Regions from separate parts of the Mus musculus genome. Here region 2 is linked to region 1. The links are chromatin contacts, called in public Hi-C maps. All regions are on one chromosome and are shown on one strand. The core of a region is the stretch at or near the end of the contact, and the rest is flanking DNA. Distances in the headings are between cores, read along the strand shown.

The links. A called contact is a pair of places that touch in the nucleus more often than the background predicts.
Region 2: a Hi-C map of bone marrow-derived macrophages shows a contact between it and region 1, with 34 read pairs. The contact joins two enhancer-like sites. A contact is called at or near these places in 11 of 484 Hi-C or Micro-C datasets (the 3T3-L1 cell line, the AML12 cell line, the BV-2 cell line and 8 more), 29 of 115 datasets of contacts at active chromatin or transcription factors (the 230-238 cell line, CD8 T cells, DN3 thymocytes and 22 more) and 3 of 9 other capture datasets (adipose tissue, embryonic stem cells and liver).

What each region holds. Positions count from the first base shown.
Region 1 is chr15:59,262,358-59,265,258 of GRCm38.p6, forward strand. The region is part of intron 2 of Gm36617 (a long non-coding RNA gene); the gene reads left to right. Among named protein-coding and RNA genes, the nearest start is that of Gm36617, 18 kb to the left of the region's middle. Within about 2 kb of position 1,529, at least 104 of the 459 cell types and tissues checked have an H3K27ac peak or open chromatin away from gene starts, as enhancers often do. A contact at or near this core is called in DN3 thymocytes, the N1E-115 cell line, the SCID.adh cell line and 8 more, where this site is marked.
Region 2 is chr15:58,974,287-58,977,187 of GRCm38.p6, forward strand. All of the region lies in intron 3 of Mtss1 (MTSS I-BAR domain containing 1), which reads right to left. Among named protein-coding and RNA genes, the nearest start is that of Gm41330, 19 kb to the right of the region's middle. Within about 2 kb of position 1,520, at least 148 of the 459 cell types and tissues checked have an H3K27ac peak or open chromatin away from gene starts, as enhancers often do. A contact at or near this core is called in DN3 thymocytes, the N1E-115 cell line, the SCID.adh cell line and 8 more, where this site is marked.

The sequences.
Region 1 (2,901 bases), core at 279-2,778:
CCAGGCAAGATAAGCAACCTCTCTGTGCCTCTGCCTTCAAATCTGTCATGAGGATAATAACAGCATCTTCTTTACTCAGAGGGGCTAACGGCTATGCAAGCCAGGACTGTGTTAACAAGAAGCTGTCATCACAAGCACATTTTAGAAGGGACTATCCAGTTTCTAGGGCAAGGCAAGGAAAGAAGGATGGACCAGATGGACCACAATAGGAGGTGACTGCGGGGATCCAGGTGCCAGGTGATGGTGGCCCCATGGAAAGCACTGGGAAAGCATTAAGCAGGAGAGACCAAAGAGCCATCAGAATAGCAAGTGGGAGTGGTGAGGGAGGAGGAGGGATCAGAGAGCATGGAGAGATGACATAGGAGTCCCAGAAAATCATCTACACAGCCAGGGAAATGCACCAGGGGGACAGAAGCAGGCTAAGAGAACCGCTGGCCACAGAGGCCAGAGAGGAGAGGACAGCCTAGCCATTGCAGTCGCTGAGAAGATCTTGTCAAAAATGTAGACAAGCTGGGCAGAGGTCTCTCCTCACAAGCAGAGTAGGAAGCATCTCTCAAATTCTTGGCTGTAGCTTCCATTAACGACAGTGGATCTCTTATAAATTAAGCTCCTCCCCCATACCCTCAAAGCAGTTGAAAAGTCAAAAGAATAGTAAGATCCCACCACTGAAGATAATCTTCTAGCTGTCCTCATTGTTTTGAACAAGACCTCTTTCACATTGGAAATGGAAAACCGTGTTGTTGCCTGCATACCATGGGCTTTCACCCCTCACCAAGGACAGGTCAACACCCTCAGTACAACATGACCTCCCCTCCCCCCCCCACCCCCCCCACCCCTCACCCCCCCCCCCGCTCTACTACCCGTCCTCCAGCCTGAACACCAAACCCTCTTCTTCTATCTTCTCTTCCTCACTGGCACCAGATCGCCCTGGAACTTGCAAGTCTTTCTCCAATTATATCCCAGAACAAGAGCAATGAGATGAGATTCTTGCCTCATTTCTGACCTTTTGAGGGGCTTTTATTTTTTTTACTACTCCACCTGGATGCTTCCCACCCTCTATCAGCATATACGCATCATGGGCACTTCCTGGAAGGCTGTGGAGAAGAAAGCATCGTGGTAATTAAGGAGCCAACTTTTCCTGTCCAATTACCATGCCTAGAAAGCAACAGAAGCCCAACCTGAATGGAGAGGCTCTTGCCGGCTGCTGGATAGCCCGAGTCTCCACCCAGTGGAGGACGTCCTTCTTTGGAGGCCAGCAGTCTGCTTGTGGTTGGGTGATCAGCAGCTGCTTCCTGTTTGCTTCCGTGCTGTCTTTGGAGGCATTGCTATCTAAAATTGTGTGAGAAATAGAAACTCTGGCCTGTGAGGACCCTTTTCTATGAAATAAGTTCCTAGGAATGACCCTCCTGATTCAAGTAAATGGCCTCACAGTGATTTTGATTGCACGAGCCTCTGGCACAATTGCCTTGTCACTCTCTCTTGCCTCGCATGACAGTTTTCATGCCTCCTCCTCTATGTTGCTAACATCTGGGGCCAGATTAATCCTTTATGTGGGCAGGGGAGAGGGCGGCTGACTGTCGAATGCATTGTAGGATGTGTGGTTGCACCTTGCGTCTGTACCCACAAAATGTCAGAGGCACCCTTCTCCCATTCAATGGTGACCATCCCAAATGTCTCTTAAAGATTGCCAGATGTCCTCTGGAGGGGTGTGTGTGTTCGTGCAGATGGGGAACTCTCAGGGGAAGACAACTGTCTAGTTCAGCTCTTTATTCTCTTCTAATGTTTTGCAGACTTCTTGGCATAAGGCCCGGGTGTCCAGTGAGGGACGAGAATGTGAATCACACTCTGTTTGGCAGTGGACATTTAAAAAACTTCTCTAGATGGTCACTGTATGGAAACTCCCTCTATAATCTTTTCCTCTGGGTCACATTCAAGTTGTGGAGCAAGCTCTGCTGCTTCTCTACCTCTGGGGAGACTCTGTGACCCAACTTTTCTATCTCAATTTCCATGGAGGTCAATGGATTTGAAAGCAAGATTTTCCTGGGGACTAAGAAATGGTCCCCAGATGCTTGAGTAAAATATAAGGGAAGTATCAATGGGTCTTTGGGGATGTTAGGGGAGCAGAAGCTCAACTATGACAGGAGATCCACTGGGCAAGGCCTTGGGTGGTTCGGAAATAGCAGAGACTTGCCAGGCTGAGATAACAGATGTCTAAGTGGATAGAGGACTCAGGGCCAGCAAGACTCTGGAAACCTGGACATTGACTAAGTTCTCAGGTCCTTGGCGCAGACTGGACATCGTGGGGGAAATAGAATCTTCAAGATTGACTGAGATACTGTTAAAGCTTGGAGTGTAGATTAAGTTGCTTTGTTGGTTTCTGGCATACCTGACTTCTGACTTGGGATTGGTACCATGGCAAGTACAAAGTGCTAACTAAATCAATAGTAGCTAGTATTTATTGAGTGCTTATTATGTACCAGACACTGTTCTTTCAGTTTTTGATGAATTTTCTCCTTTGATCTTCACAAAGTTCCCATGAGTAGGTCCCATTGATTGTAATCTCTTGAGTTAAAAATAAGGAACTGAAGACATATTCTCAAGGTGGTAGATGCAAGACAGTAAGAATCACAACCACGGAGCACCCACTCTGAGCCAAATACTGTTTGATACTTTGCAGGCACTGATTTATTTAATTCTCACAACAACCTATTGAAAGAGGTACTATTGCCAGGTGTGGTAGTGCACACCTTTAATCCCAGCACTCGGGAGGCAGAGGCAGGCAGATTTCTGAGTTCGAGGCCAGCCTGGTCTACAGAGTGAGTTCCAGGACAGCCAGGGCTACACAGAGAAACCCTGTCTCGAAAGAAAAGAAAAAGGGAAGAAAGAAAGAAAGAAAGAAAG
Region 2 (2,901 bases), core at 270-2,769, 290 kb before region 1:
ACGACCATAGTAGCACACACCTATACTCCTCACACTCAAGAGATAGATGCTAGAGAGTCAAAAATTCAGTCTTCTTCAACTATATAGCAAGTTCAAGTCCAGTGTCAGATACATTCAACCCGTCACCCATCCCCACTCCACCCTACCGCACCCCCGGGGAAAAAAAAAAAACAGACAAAAATACAAACAAACAAACAAAACCACCTGGCATTCTACAAAGTGTTTGTGCCTTCCCAGGGATTACCACGAGAGGGCGCTATTCTCACATACTCCAGCTGTCTTCCTATCTGCCTGTTTTTAGCGTGTTTTTTTTTTTTTTTTTTTTATTCCTTGTGAACAAAGGTGAGGAATGAGGACCGCTTTATCCCCCAGGAAAAGATCTCTTTTCCCTGCTCCTTCATTTGATTAAAAGTTAATAACGTGACTACACAGGATATTGGCCCGCTTATTCCCCGCTGCAAGGAAGGCAGACTAAGGCTTTCCTGGGGGGAAATCAGCAGCTATCAAGAAAGGCCCTAAAAATAGCATCCTCTCCTGGACCCAGCAACTCATATACTAAGAACTTAATCTGAGGAAATAATGAAGAAAAACGGCGAATCCTTACCTGGGAGGACAATGATGGAAATGTTTACCACCTCACAAATCCCATTATAATCATCTAGTTAAATGAACCGTGGGGCACAGACACCCAACCGAATAGGATACAGCTATTTAAAAATAGAATTATGTGTCACTTGGGTGCTGCTTAGAGCGTCTAAGTACTTTTCACATATTAAATCAGTCAGTCCTCACAATATTCTCAGTTGTGTTGACAACACTGCGGTGCCCATTTCGGAGACGGGAGAAGTAAGTACTTTAAACAACCTGCCCAAGGTTACAGGATTAGTTAATGCCACTGAAGCAGGAGGAATCGTCCGGGTATGTGCATTCAGCTGTAGTCAGCTATGTGATACTTCAGATAGTCGACAACTAAAAAGACGGCAGGGCCCAGAGGACGCCCGAAGTCCTCATCTAACAGCTACTGTAGGGGGTGGTGTTTGTTCAGCCGGCTCTGAGAGTTTGGTTCTTGAGTCTAGAAGTCTACGAGGTGCTAAATGGGAGTGCAGAGAGCCAGGTGGTGTGACTCTCTTCCTCAGGGCCAACCGCCACTGCCACTTCCGTGTCCTTGAGGAGAGATGAGGGGTTGGAAAGGACCGTGCTGACAGCCAGGCCCTGCGCTCCATTTTTCCATCTTTTCTGTCCTACTATTTCAGTGCCTAACAGAAGCAATCAAGCTATGGGCCGATTCCATGCAGTTTCTGAACGTAACGCCTGTGCCCACCACTGTGCCTCAGCACAGGGAGCCACAGAGAGGCCAGGAAATGAAAAGACATTAAGAAAACTTCCTACCAGCAGTATCTGTGTAACTGGCACAGGGGCAGGAGGCAGAGGACATTCCCTATGGACCCCATAACCCAGTGTTGCTGATACTGGCATGTGTGGGTCACCCTAAAAACAGACCTTTCTGTTAAGTGCTTAGCAACAGCTGATGCTTTCCTGACCTCAGCAGGTTTGAATTGGAGGAAACTGGCTGGAGCTACAGAGTCAGAGGAGACATCTGGAAGAGGGCCAACCTGACAATGGGAGGATTTATGGCATTACACATGGCTGGTTTAGACACCTGGCCACCCTGCAAGGGTGGACAAGACCTTACTTCTTGAATGAGGGAATATTTGTTATTTGGAGGCTGGACCAACAATTCATTTGGGTTGTTTGTTTGTTTGTTTGCTTTATTCCTTAGGGATACGTGTGTGAACACAAGAGACTTGCATCTTTCTCAATTTGTTTTCTGTATTATTTTTTTTTAATTTTTTGACATAAGGTCTTTCACTGAACCAGGAGGCTGACCAATGAGCTCCTTATCCTTAGAGGGGATTAAAAGCAGTGCCACCACACCCACAACAGACCAAGGCACACACTCACACATACGAACTTAAACTCAAATTCTCTCTCTCTCTCTCTCTCTCTCTCTCTCTCTCTCTCTCTCTCTCACACACACACACACACACACACAGAGCAACCCTAGGATGAAGGCACCTTCAATGCACCTCAGCTGGGCTTGCTAATAAGCCACACAGCAGCCGAACAGAACAGAGACCCAAACCCTTCTTTGTTTGACTGATTATCAGGAGACTTCTTCCGGCTATGACAAGTGGCAAACATCCCCACTGAGGACAAAGAGGGGCATTTAGCATCACGGACAGAATACAAATTGTTTATGACTTCTTCTCAGAGGGTGGGAAGGAAGCCCGGAGGGCAAAGGCCAGGAACCACTGTTCCTTCCTCTAAACAGTAGCCCACGTGGCTAAGGCCACTAGGAAGGTGGCTGTCTATCAAGTGGCATTGTCGCATCCCTCCAAGCTGCCTCATTTGCAGGCGGCTCCATCCCCCAGCACAGCAGGGGCTGTATGGGCAGGAGGCCTGGGCCTGCAGTGTGGGCAGGTGGCAGGCACAGACTGAAAGCGGGTTTGTCAGGCTGGATTCTGGGAAGAGCTGAGGAATAGAATTAGGAAGTGCTCTGGCCAAAGTGTAAGTTACTGTGTGTTGTGGCTGTCCTGCCAGAGGCTCCTGCGGTTGGAAGGCTAATTAGGAGCCTGCTGGACGGGAGAATGATAGTCTCAGGAACCTCCCAGAAGCGGGACTCGGCACAGGGCAGCTCTGCAGGGCACAATCTCTCTCCTCTGGACAGGATTATTGTTTACAGCTCAGAGCAGTCTCCCACCCATCTTTTCTTTTAAAACATCATCTTTTGTAGCCTAGGCTAGACTCAAGCTTGCTAAGTAATCAAGGGTGACCTTGAACTCCTAATCTTGCATCCACTTCACAAATGTTGGGACCCCATCAGTCTGGGAATCGCTCAGG